Regions from separate parts of the Mus musculus genome. Here regions 2 and 3 are each linked to region 1. Evidence: chromatin contacts called from public promoter capture Hi-C data. All regions are on one chromosome and are shown on one strand. Each heading gives the region's core, a stretch centred on a gene start, on an enhancer-like site or on the middle of the called end of the contact. The rest is flanking DNA. Distances are from core to core; before and after follow the strand shown.

What was found. Promoter capture Hi-C pulls out the DNA fragments that hold promoters and counts their contacts. Capture Hi-C pulls out chosen DNA fragments and counts their contacts.
Region 2: a promoter capture Hi-C map of adipose tissue shows a contact between it and region 1, with 3 times the contacts expected there. The contact joins the promoter of Atp5g3 here to the promoter of Fkbp7 in region 1.
Region 3: a contact with region 1 is called in a promoter capture Hi-C map of pre-B cells, with 3 times the contacts expected there. The contact joins the promoter of Itprid2 here to the promoter of Fkbp7 in region 1. A contact is called at or near these places in 2 of 39 promoter capture datasets (liver and pre-B cells), 1 of 484 Hi-C or Micro-C datasets (CD4 T cells) and 2 of 9 other capture datasets (adipose tissue and liver).

What each region holds. Positions count from the first base shown.
Region 1 is chr2:76,671,311-76,675,488 of GRCm38.p6, reverse strand. It overlaps Fkbp7 (FK506 binding protein 7), which reads left to right and starts at 2,391. Exons shown (of 4, transcript NM_010222.2): 1 at 2,391-2,683; 2 at 3,641-3,792. The coding sequence starts at 2,475. Plekha3 (pleckstrin homology domain-containing, family A (phosphoinositide binding specific) member 3) reads right to left here and starts at 174. Exons shown (of 8, transcript NM_031256.3): 1 at 1-174.
Region 2 is chr2:73,910,028-73,914,023 of GRCm38.p6, reverse strand. It overlaps Atp5g3 (ATP synthase, H+ transporting, mitochondrial F0 complex, subunit C3 (subunit 9)), which reads left to right and starts at 2,698. Exons shown (of 5, transcript NM_175015.3): 1 at 2,698-2,772; 2 at 2,964-3,069. The coding sequence starts at 3,031.
Region 3 is chr2:79,633,592-79,637,317 of GRCm38.p6, reverse strand. It overlaps Itprid2 (ITPR interacting domain containing 2), which reads right to left and starts at 1,893. Exons shown (of 18, transcript NM_080558.4): 1 at 1,574-1,893; 2 at 1,240-1,285. The coding sequence starts at 1,778. It overlaps Gm46751 (a long non-coding RNA gene), which reads left to right and starts at 2,256. Exons shown (of 2, transcript XR_001783386.2): 1 at 2,256-2,336.

The DNA of each region.
Region 1 (4,178 bases), core at 1,142-3,641:
CGGCCGGCGGGCGCCCCGTGCTGCTCGGAGGCCGCGAGGCGCGGACATCCCCAGCGGGAACGGCGCGGCGACCCCCGGGACGACCCCAGCGCCCGCCGCCCTCCCGCTCCGCCACCGCTCCACGAGCCCCGGCGCTGCCCTCCTGCACGCCTGCCTTCCTTCCCCTCGGGCTTCCCGGCTTGTTTTCATTGACCCCGACGTCGCTTTCACTTCCTGGATGAAAGGGGCCGGCTCGGCCCACGAAACCCCTCCCCGGCGGCGGGGCTGCGGGACGGCCGCGTGCCCGAGGCTGCGCCGCGCGCCCTCGTGGGGCGGCTCCGCGGTCCCCCGCTCCCCGGCTGCCCCGCATCCGGACATCTCCAGTCCGCAGCAGACCAACTCCCGGGGCATCCTGCACAAGGCGGCTGCCGAAGGCCTCGCCTCCTTCGGATCTTTTTCAATAAAATCAAGGGTTGCTCATTTCTTGGAGCTTCCAGTGCTCACACTCCGGGGAAGTAGGAAGTTACCTCCTAGGAAAAGCTGGAGCAATGGCAAGGCCCTGTAATCCCAGCACTCTAGAGGCTGAGGCAGGAAGGACCAAAGGCCAGCCTGGGCTACATCCTTCTTTTAAGAAAGTAGTATGCAGGCCAGAGAGGTCCTCCAACAAGGTCTTATGGAACTAGGGTTGGCAAGATAGCTTTCCAAGTAAAGCGCTTGCCTCCGGGAGCTTGACCAGTACTGTCCTGGGGGCCTCACACAGTGGAAGGAAAGAACCTCATTTACACATGGGCCATGTTACACGCATCCCCCCCCCGGCCCCCCCCCCACACACACACACATTTTTTTTTCTTTTAATGTCATACATCACGATGTATGCCTTTAATACCAGCATTTAGGAAGCAGAGGAAGGCAGATGAGTTCTGTTAGTTCCAAGCCTGCCTGGTCTACGCAGTGACTTCTAGGCCAGACAGACCCCCCTTCTCTCTCTCTCTCTTTCTCTCTCTCTCTCTCTCTCTCTCTCTCTCACACACACACACACACACACACACACAGGAAAGAAGAGGTTAAGAAGAAAAATGTTAAGAAGGTATCGTGCATCCTATTTTTGTTTTGTTTTTAAAAGGATTTCTCTTAATTTTTTTTTAATCTCACTTGGAAGGGCGTCCTTACACACTTGACAACTTTTAGATTTAGAAAGTTTTGCAAATTCCAATTACTTTGCATAAAGCAGAGTCAGTATTGAGGTAGTGAAATCCCTGGCTTATCCTTCCAGGAAGGCTGACTGAATAGGGTGATCGGGATGTCCACTTGGGGAATCGACGAGCTGAATATTCAACAAATCACATAGAGTTCAGTAATGATAGTTCAACTGTGGAGGGCATCTGACACTTACCATAAAATTCGAGTTTTGTGTTGTTTGAAAGGTTTATCATACTAAAAGGATAAGGGGGATATATCAAGAGACTGGACTAATCTCTGTTGTCTATTAGCCAGCTGTGAAATTGGAACAAAATGTTCAATAGTCAGTTTTCCTGTCTGATGTGAATGAATTCTCATGGGAGAAAAAAAAAAAAAAAAAGCTTTTCTCTGCTAAAGGCCTTCACCTCAAGGGCGGCCTCAAGAGGTTAGGGACAGAAACACAAGTTATCTTTTGCAATGCCGGGCATGGGCTGCTGAAGCCCTGGAGACACTCCACTGTGTGTTCTGAGAGTCTCCTGGCTGCATGCGGTAGACATGGCCTGGAGTCTTTTTTCGCAGTACTCCAACTACCATATCCCCCCCTCCAAAAATATCCTTCAAGGACTTCCACAAATATCCAGAGAAGAGCAGCCAACCTATATTGTCAAGAACCTATTCTTCCAAAAATGTCTGCATCCACTGTGCCTGTCAAGTCCGTAGGGGCCTTAGAAGCCTGTGATTAGAAAGAATAACGACTAGAATATCCCACCGTGACCTGTTTGCATTTTGTATCAATTTCTTGGCCCAACATTTTAATATTTTAAAAATACTGTATTTAGGATCCTACAGCTATCTATTCTTTTTCTATGGCCAAATGGGTCAGTGTAGCATTTAAAAATTTAAAACCAAGCCATTCAAGCAATCCGTTAGCAGAGGCAGTGTTGGAGAGGCAAGATCAGGGCATCAAGTGGAGCCCATAAAATTTTGCAGCATCTCCTAAGTGCCTAGAAACGACCACCATAATGCCAGTTTTATTTCAGGAAACGCAAGTCTGACTACTGCAGGCGAAAGAAACCTGCGGACAGGGTGTGCGGTGCTATTCTAGCCAGAGTACAGCCAACCGGAGCACCCAACGGCCAAGACACACTCCAACCGGCGGCGATTTGCTGGTGCGAGAGGGGGCGGGGCCTCTCGTAGCCCCGCCTTGGACCTTTGTGACGTAGGACAATGCCTGCCACGCGTCCCAATTCAGTCTGATCAGCCTGCTGACACTCTGTGGGGCTTACACTGGGCCTGGGAGTGCTGCTTTGGGAAACATGAATCTCCTATTCAGACTAGCAGTTTTCCTTAGCCTGTGGTGTTGTTCCGATGCTCAGGGACAAACAAAAGAAGAAAGCACTGAGGAAGTGAAAATAGAAGTTTTGCACCGTCCAGAAAACTGCTCCAAAACAAGCAGGAAAGGAGACTTGCTAAATGCCCATTACGATGGCTACTTGGCTAAAGACGGCTCCAAATTCTACTGCAGGTAGGAGATGCTCCGTCCAGTTCAAGTTCAGTTGATAGACCACATCTTGCCCACTACCACCAGCAGCAGCAGCCAGAGCCTAACTGGTTGTTTTGTTTTAAGGTTTTTTGGTTTTGTTTTTTAACAGTAAATTAAGCCTTCATGCCGATTTAGATTAGAAGACATTCCCTAAACAAAACTGAATGTTTTTAGTTATTTGAAATGTAAGCGCAGTAAACTGACTGCAGACTCACTACGTCAGGCAGAGCACTGACCACCACCACTGTCCTTGGAACCCGGAAAACTAAATCTAGAGGCTTCTTGAAAAGATATTCACACTTTCTCCTTACCCAGAGCTGAAGTCTGATTCCAAACAGAGTGTATAAGAAAGCTACCGCGTTTCCTTCTGGACTTTGTGGGTCATTTTCTAAAACTCTGGTTATCACATCCATTCTCTCTGTTCCCTAGTCCGGTCTGACTGAATGCAGTCTGTTTAGCTGTACTGTTTCCCCTCAAAGACAGGCCAATCTTTCCAGTCTAGCAATTCTTTCCAATTTAGAGGAAAACTTATTCTTCCAACGTAGAAGAGAAATTTGACAGGATGCTATTTTTCAGTCGTTCTTAAAATGAAATTTAGGGCTCAGCCTGCCCCTTTGGTTTGGGAAACAAACCCAGAGAAGGTAAATGAGTCATTTTGTTCAAGCCATCCAGCTAGTTAGAGGCAGGAGACCCATTTTTAAAAGTGAACCATTGAGTAGTTTTTGTAAGGACGGCAAAAATCAGAAATCAGAATGTTTTCCAATGATATGCTCTGCCAATTTATGGGGAAGTTTGATCCAAACAATTCGCAAAGGACAGAGTTCTGAAGGGTGCAATGTGGGGAAAGAGATTCCAGTCTTAAGTAACAAGTGCCTGAGCTGTATTTAAGTTTCCTTTATGAGATGGTCTTACTTACACACTAAGTATGGTTTCTCATAGCCGGACACAAGATGAAGGCCACCCCAAATGGTTTGTTCTTGGTGTCGGACATGTCATAAAGGGGCTGGACATTGCTATGATGGACATGTGCCCTGGGGAAAAGAGAAAGGTGATTATACCGCCTTCGTTTGCATATGGAAAAGAAGGCTACGGTAAGTTGTGGGTTTTTTTTTTTGCTGTATCTTTTAGTAGCTTTAAAAAAGATAAGTCGTTTATAAAAAAAATCAAAACAAATCTGTATATTCTTTAAAAATGGAAGTAAGTCTCAAAGAGATATTTGCATATCTATGTTCTCAGTAACAGCACAGTCCACAAGAAGCAAGATGTGGAAGAAACCCAAGAGTCCAGAGATGGGAGAGCAAATAAAACAATGGGTATAGGGCACACAGTGAAATATTACATAGGCTTTCAAAAGAGTGAAATTCTGACTCATGCTACAGTGTAGATGAACCTTAAAGACTAATCCGCTAAGTGAAAGACGCCAGACACAAAAAAATATCAATACTGTAGGATTGCAATTATATGAAGTATCTATAAT
Region 2 (3,996 bases), core at 1,449-3,948, 2.8 Mb after region 1:
AAGACAGAGATAGAAAAGGGAAGAGAGAAAGGGAGAGAAGAGAAAAGAAAAGAGAGTAGAGAAAAAGCAGGAGTGAGCGTGCATGGTGGTAAGAATATGGAGGAACTGGAAACCTTGTATTTACTTTAGAAATATACAATGGTATAGCCACTGTGAAAGACAGCATGTCCTTTTAAAATATAATTATTATATGATCCAGTATTTTGTGCTATGTATCCAAAATAATTCAAGGTGGGGACTCAGATGTATTGTTACAACTATGATCATAGTAGCATTATTCACAATAGCCAAAGAGTAGTAGCAGCCCAAGTGTCCTTCACCAGTGAATGGTTAATCCATGTGTGATGCATGCATCTATACATACATACATACATACATACATACATATGGACATTATCCAGCCTTAGAAAAGAAAAATATTCTGACACATGTCTCAACCTGGATAAACAATAAAAACATCTGCTGTGTGAAAGACATCAGTCTTTAACTAGGTGCTGTGACCCAGGACTCTCAAGACTGAAGCAGGAGAATACAAAGTTCCAAGCCAGCATGGACTGTATGACTAGATCCAATCTCAAAATCCAAAACTTGACCTTAAGAAAAGGGCAACTGTCTAGCTGTGGAGGCACAAAACTTTGATCCCCACACCTGGGAGGCAGAGGCGGGAGGATCTCTGTGAGTTTGAGGCCAACCTAGTCTACAAAGTGAGTTCTAGGACAGCCAAGCCTACACACACACACACACACACACAGAGAGAGAGAGAGAGAGAGAGAGAGAGAGAGAGAGAGAGAGAGAGAAATCCTGTCTCAAAAATAACCAAGAAATGGGGCTGGAGGGTTAAGAGCACCACTGTCTGCTCTTCCAGAGGCCCTGAGTTCAACTCCCAGCAACCACATGGTATATCTGAAATCAGCTACAGTGTGTTCATATACATTAAAGAAATAATAAAAAAAGAAAAGCAGGAGTATGCTGTGAGATGCCTCAGTGGGTCAAGGTGCTTGCTTGGCCCTACACCTGTCGACCTGAATTCAATCCCTGGAATCCGCATGGTGAGGACAGAGCCCTGGCTCCCTCAATCTGTTCTCTGACCTTTGCATGCACACTGTGGCATATGCACCTATACACACATCTGTCTGCCCTCACATATGCACAGAATAAATAAATAAATGTAATGAACTAAAAGAAACAGCAGCTAGTTACAATGAGACAAATAATGCAGGACTTAGATGAAGGATCTAGAATAGTCAAGTTCAAAACAAAAACAATGGTGATTTTCTGAGGCTGGAGAAAATGCTATGGTTAAAACAAACAGACTGAGCAAGTTATAATTTTATATCTAAAAACATATCATATATACATACAACTAAATATGTATATAAAACTAAAGAAAAAGAGGCCTCAGATTTGAAAAGTCAAGAAGTGTCTAGGAGGAGGAGGGGGGAGGAAATGGGAGGGAGTGGTGTTTGAATAAAAAATTGGCCCCCACGGGTCCATAGGGAATGGCACCGTTAGGAGGTGTGGCCTTGTTGGAGGAAGTGTGTAACTGGGGGGGGGGGGGGTGCAGGCTTTGAGGTTTCAGAAGCATAAGGCAAGCATAATGGCTAACAGTGGTCTCTTCTGGCTGCCTGCCTTCTTCCTTCAGCTATTCTCAGCTCTGTCTCCAGCACCGTGTCTGCCTGAACACTGCCATGCTTCCTGCCATGCTGAAAATGGACTAAACCTCTGAAACTGTAAGCCAGCCCCAATTAAATGTTTGTTTGTTTGTTTCTAAGAGTTGCGGTAGTCGTGGTGTCTCTTCACAGCATTAAAACCCTAAAACAGGGGAGAACCTATGAGATTATATTATCTCAAAAAAACTATTTTAAAAAAATCAATAAGAAGACCAGACGTTGAACTACAGCCATTTATCTGAGACATTTCTGCATCCATCTGGTTTGTTCAAAGTTATCAGAACTGGGTGCTGAATAGATTTTGAAAACTATTCAGGCACTTTTTTAGTCCGAAATGATGATACATTATTATCTCTTAATTCTCCCAGTTATAATGGTGGAAGGCAGCAGAACACAGTGGTACATGGCTTTAATGTCAGCACTTGGAAAACAGAGGCAGGAGGATTTCTGTGAGTTGAAGGCTAGCCTAGTCTACAGAGTTGCAAAGCTCTTGAACCGTCATTTGTTCTTCCCAGGACTTCTAGGTAGGTCTTCTGAGAAAAGATTTGTCGTCTTAAACAAAAGCAAACAAACAAACAAACAAAAAACCCTGTTTTAGAGTCTTACAAAGAAATAATCCCGCTGGAGTTGGTTATGAAGAAGCTAACTACTTGGAAGGGTGAAAGTGGACGATCAAGGTTCTCCCTAACTTACATACTGAGCTCAAGGCCTGCCTGAGCAACTCACCCTGTTTGAAATAAAAGCCAAATCAGGGTCGGCTTGTAGCTCCCTGGGAGAACCCCTGCCTGGCACGTGCAAGGAGCGAGGCTCAGTCTGCGATAGCGACAACAACTAAAAATTATCTGCACCGTTAGTAACACTAACAAAGCCAAGAGTCGTCTTCAGTGTGCTTTTCATTTCACTGGCCGCCAGCCGGTCACGGAGGGGGCCTGTCATTGTCCTCCTCTGAGAGTTACCAATAAAGTTGTTACAAAGTGACCTTGAGCGTCTTCCCCCGCCTTCTCCATCCGGGTGCTGCGGCGCGGATAAGAGCCGCACCGCGCTTGCGCGCCCAGCCCCACTGCTTCGACCTCTGCCGCCGCCACTGCCGCCGCCTCGGGAGGTAAGCGAAGGTAAACGGAGGGCGCGGGGCCCGGGCCGGGGCGGAGCGGGTCTCCCGGCCCTGTCCACCGGGCTTGCGCTTCCCGGGCACGCGGCCACGCTGACCGCCTGCGCGGGGCCCCTCGGGGCCGGGGTGGCAAGGACAGGCCCCTGGGGGGGACACTTGACCTTAAGCCTCTTTTCGCTCCGCAGAGAGGAAGCGGGAGAGGAGCCCACGTCGCCTGTCACCTAGATCCACGCCGCGCCGCCAGGAAGAAAGATGTTCGCCTGCGCCAAGCTCGCCCGCACCCCCGCTCTGGTGCGTAACCCGGGCCTCGGCCCAGCATTCACGCCGAGGGACCGGCTCTCCTTCACCCTTGCCCCGATGTCCTCTCCTCCCTCCCTCCCTCCCAACCCTGGGGCCCGCAGACAGTTCCCGGCCATGTGTCCCCCCCGAGGCCTAGCTGACAGGCCTTCTGGGCGTAGGTCACAGCCTCCTTGCTCGTGGAGCGCGCCCCTCCCCCACCGCCCGGTCCCTATGGAGTTGGGGTCGACGCGAAGGTCGGGGTGCTGAGAAGTCAGGAAGGGGCAGCTGAGGCCTAGTTGCCTGCACAGCGTTTCCCGTGCGCGTCTGTAGGTCAAACTCGCCGCTGCAGAGGGAGGGACTTTGCTTCCTTGTGTGGGCGGAGAAAGGTGTTGGGGAGCCCCGAAGCTTGCTTTTTTGGAGGCTTTAAGTGAAGTCTGAATCTAAAAGATTTGTGCTAGAGAATCGGGTCCTGGTTCTGGAGGGATTTTCTGTGACCTTAGTGTCCGTGGACACTCAAGGGCAGAGAAGCCAGACTGCCAGATGTCCTTATAGTGAGAGTATTGCAACGGCTGTTAAGCTGACATCAAAATGCTTAACTCTATAGTAAATTTAGAATTAGTGGGTATTTAGGAATCCTTTGAAAATTGTAGGAGCTTCATTAGCTGCTGGACTGTTGTAAATGATCAAAATCATAGCGACACCCTTATGAGCCCACATAACTTACTTGAATTTACAGCACTACAGTTACTGAAACTTCCACAACACTCAGTCACTTGGTAACTAATTGGTCTTAGGATTTTTGTTTACAGATAGATTAAATAGAACATTCCATGGTTCATTAGCATAAAATTTTAGGTTGGCTTTGTGTATGCACAATGACCAAAGGCCATGCTAATTGCAGAGATAATAAATCTGTTCGTTCTCTTCTGCTTTCTCCTT
Region 3 (3,726 bases), core at 644-3,143, 3.0 Mb before region 1:
TTCCCTCCTTGATGTGGAAACGTCAGAGATGCTGCTTTGTAAGTTCTCTCCTAGAAAGTTCTGAAGATGTACATTTAAAAATCTCAGCCTTCTAATCTAACACTGTTTGATGGCGAGCCCCTGGCACACAGTATAGTACTGTGCTTTGTAAAGGCCATATTCTTGTCATCTGAAAATCAAGGGGTTAAAAGAGGCTGATGGTTAACCTAAAGATGTCTTGAAGCAATGTATTTGCCTCTGTGCATCTTTAAAAGGAATGCCTATACATCCCATAATATTTCAGACGAGTCTATGATGCCTAAGTAAAATTCTGCAGCTAACAATCAGTATGGCTCCAGTTATGAACTAAGACAGAGACAGCTATTGGTCTTTACAGGGAAAAAAAAAAAAAATAATTCCATATGTGAGTAGCTTTCAAAAAGAAACAGAAAAAAAAAAAAAAACCAACAACCAAATAATCCCTAGGATAAACATAATTTGCGAAAACAATAATATGCCCAGAAGCAAATGCCAACCAAAGTTTAAAAGTTATAGTCTTCACACACAAGGTTTTTCAAAGAGCAAATAAACTGGGGGAAAAAATAGAAGTAAAACACATTTTACTTTAGTCAAATTTACTTGTAATAAAACCCATCTCCTCTGTATTTTATCAAACATTTTTGTGCAGGTTGCCAAAGTATGTAACTAAACAGACTCATAAAGTATGAATGCCTTCAAAGCTCCATTTCCTTCTGCGAATTCCAATGCCATCTGACAAAACCCTGTCCCAGGACTTAAACTCCAAGGAGCAAGTTGGCTAGTTTTAATAGGTCCCCAGAGAGACCTAAGGCACACAACACAAATTAAACCCCAGTTAGTGTAGCTAAGTAAATTAAACTCGTCTATAACACGTTTGAAAGGAAAATGATTCTATGCCAGATATGCAGATGCCAAAATAAAGAAAAATAAAAGGTTCTGTGAAACATCAAAATTATTTCAAGAGAAAGCACGACCAGCCAAAGTAGCATCACTGTGACCTGTTTTAGTTTCTGATCTGCTGCTGACATCATGCCCGGACTGCTGAAGTCGTCAACTCGGTCACCAAATAATCAGCGGCCACAGCACTTCCAGTTCTAATCGCTTCTAGAAGGAAGCTATCGGCCGGCTCACTTTCCGGTTCCTAGCTTACAGTGACCACGGGACCCAGAGACGAAGTCGAACCCCCTCGCTTCTCCCCCAGGCAACCCCCGCTTTACTTACCGGCAGTCTTTGAGCCATATCGCGATCTTCTCGTTGGGCACGTTTCCTGCGGGAGTAGAGCGAAGGGACAGCTCGTTAAAGACCCCAAACATAAGTACTCAGAGGCTGTGCCATCCTGACACTCCCTTGCAGGAGAATCTGCCCTGGCAACCCGTAGCCTCCGAGAGCCTTCCCGGCGCCCGACCCAGGGGAGCCAGCCGGCAGCCAGGTGCACATGCTGGAGCTGAAGCGCGGGTCACGCGCGCATTTAAAGTTCGGGGGCGTCCGGTCCCCGCGCCCGGTGGCACGGAGCACGCCACCTCCCTGATCGCACGTCCCTGTCCCGCGCACCGACCTCGCCCCGCGGGTGCCGGCAGCTTCGTGCCTGGGAGGTCCTCCTCGTCGTCCTCGTCCTCGTCCTGCGTCGTCGTCTCTGTGGACAGATCCTCGGTCTCCGACGCCTGCCAGGAGCTGCGGCACTTGGCCCAGGCCTTCCTCCTGCGACTCGCCACTTGCCACTCCAGTTCCTCCTCCGCCTCCGCCGACAGGGGTCGGTTCATGGCCGCGCCGGGGGCTCCGCGGGCCCAGCCCGAGCCTGCGCGGGACACAGCGGCGGCTGCGGGGACCCCCGCCGCTGCTGTCAGCGCCCAGCCGGGCAGGGGGCCCGGGGGAGCCAGAGCGGGCGCCGCAGGAGGAGGGGACAGGGAGGGGGGGAGGGAAGGAAGGGAGGGAGGGGCGGAGGGCCGGCGCTTCACGTGAACCCGGCCTGGCGGGGCGCAGGAGCGCGAGTGGCTCCGGCAAGCCGGGTAGGCGCCGAGCGCCCGCCCGGCCCGGTCCCGCCTACTCTAAGACCCCGCCCTGCCCCCTTTCTAGCCACGCCCCCGCTAATGCACAGTCCAGCCTCTCGCAGCTGTGCGCCACGCCCACGACGGAGGCCACGCCCTCTTCCGGTGGCGGTCTTGCCGGGAGGTGAGGACGAGAGTTGGGGCGGGGCACGTCCTGACGGGCTAGGAGCCGAACCGCCCCTTCGCGGTGGCCTCAGGAAAGAGCCAGATTTGTTTGTTTGTTTGCTTTACAGCTTTTCCTTCTCTCAACTCCTCTCTCGTCCAGAAATAGAGGTAAAGTGCCAAGGCCAAGTCTCATAAAACGCCCCCGCGTGCAAACAAGTGACTGGGCTGCTGAGACTTAATCAGTGTAGGATGCCTACAGGATTGGGCAAGGATGAAAGAGACGTGAGATTGTACTGTCAGCTTGTCAAAGCTTACCTTGGTGTTGCTCGCACATTTTGAGAAACCTGTGTGTCCTGGTTATGTGAGGTATGAAAATCCAGTGAGAAAAAAGTGGGTATGTCACATTGAAGCTGCAGACAAAAAAAAAAAAAAAAGGAAGTGAAGAAAGCGACCTGGGAGTATAAAGAAAGCTAACTGCTTGGATTTGGGACTTAGAAGATGTAACAAGAAGCAGGTCATGCCAAGCTTCTGAAACAATTCTTAAATCCCAGCTTCCTCCGTCCCCTTTATCATACTTGTATTTCCTATGAGGAAAAAAAGATTAAAATTCTATCCAGATTGAGACAAAGTGTTACATATCAAACAGTGAATGTCCTAAACCATCTACAGACAATATAGAAAGCTTCCAACATTTTATTGAACTCTGCAAGCAAAGTGAGAATAGTTTTTTGCTTTGGTCTATTTTTATGCTTTTTCTTGACTAAAAAGGACATTTTTACATAAATAATATTTTAAGGAAGAAATTTTCCACTTGAAATAGATATTTGCAGTTCATAAAAGTCCAAGTTAAGTGTGCATTCATAAATGAAGGAAATAGTTTTTGGAACACAGAATGTAGTGTCCTTGAGATGAGATGGAACCTAGTTTCTTGTGCAGGCCTTTGCACATAATCTATTCATCTTTAAAGTAGCACAGGGACCTTCCTGTCTTTGGTCCTTACTTCTTTCTAGCATGGTCCATATGTTTGATAGTTCCCAATATATCATTAATCATTGATAGAAACAACAACTCCTGATGGTTTATCAATATCCCCAAGACCAATTCCAAAATCCAAGCTGGCTTCCCGGAGCCATCCCAGCATTATCATGGCCCTCCTGCACTTACAGTGAACTGTAAGGGGAGCTACAAGGATGGTACCAGCAACTCAGTGACTTGACCTTTCACTGGTAAGGGATCATTTAGTTATTAATATGTCTTAGACTTTCAGGAGCTCTATATTAAGGATGAAGGTACCTCTTTCATATCCTTCCAATGCAGCTGCCTGTGGAATATGAGACAGATGAAAAGAAAGTGCCTAAAGAAGTGTTGGTGTGGTTGGTCAAAGGCTGTAGAGGACACTGGCTCCAGTAGTTTTATCCAGGGCCCTGTTGGATTCTGTCCCATCCATTTGCTGTCTCCAACTTCCACTCTGACACATCCATGTGCTGTGGCTGGTTCTCTGTCCTTGCTTTTTAAATCATTCCTGTTCTGTCTACTGCCTGCATGAACCAGCTGATCC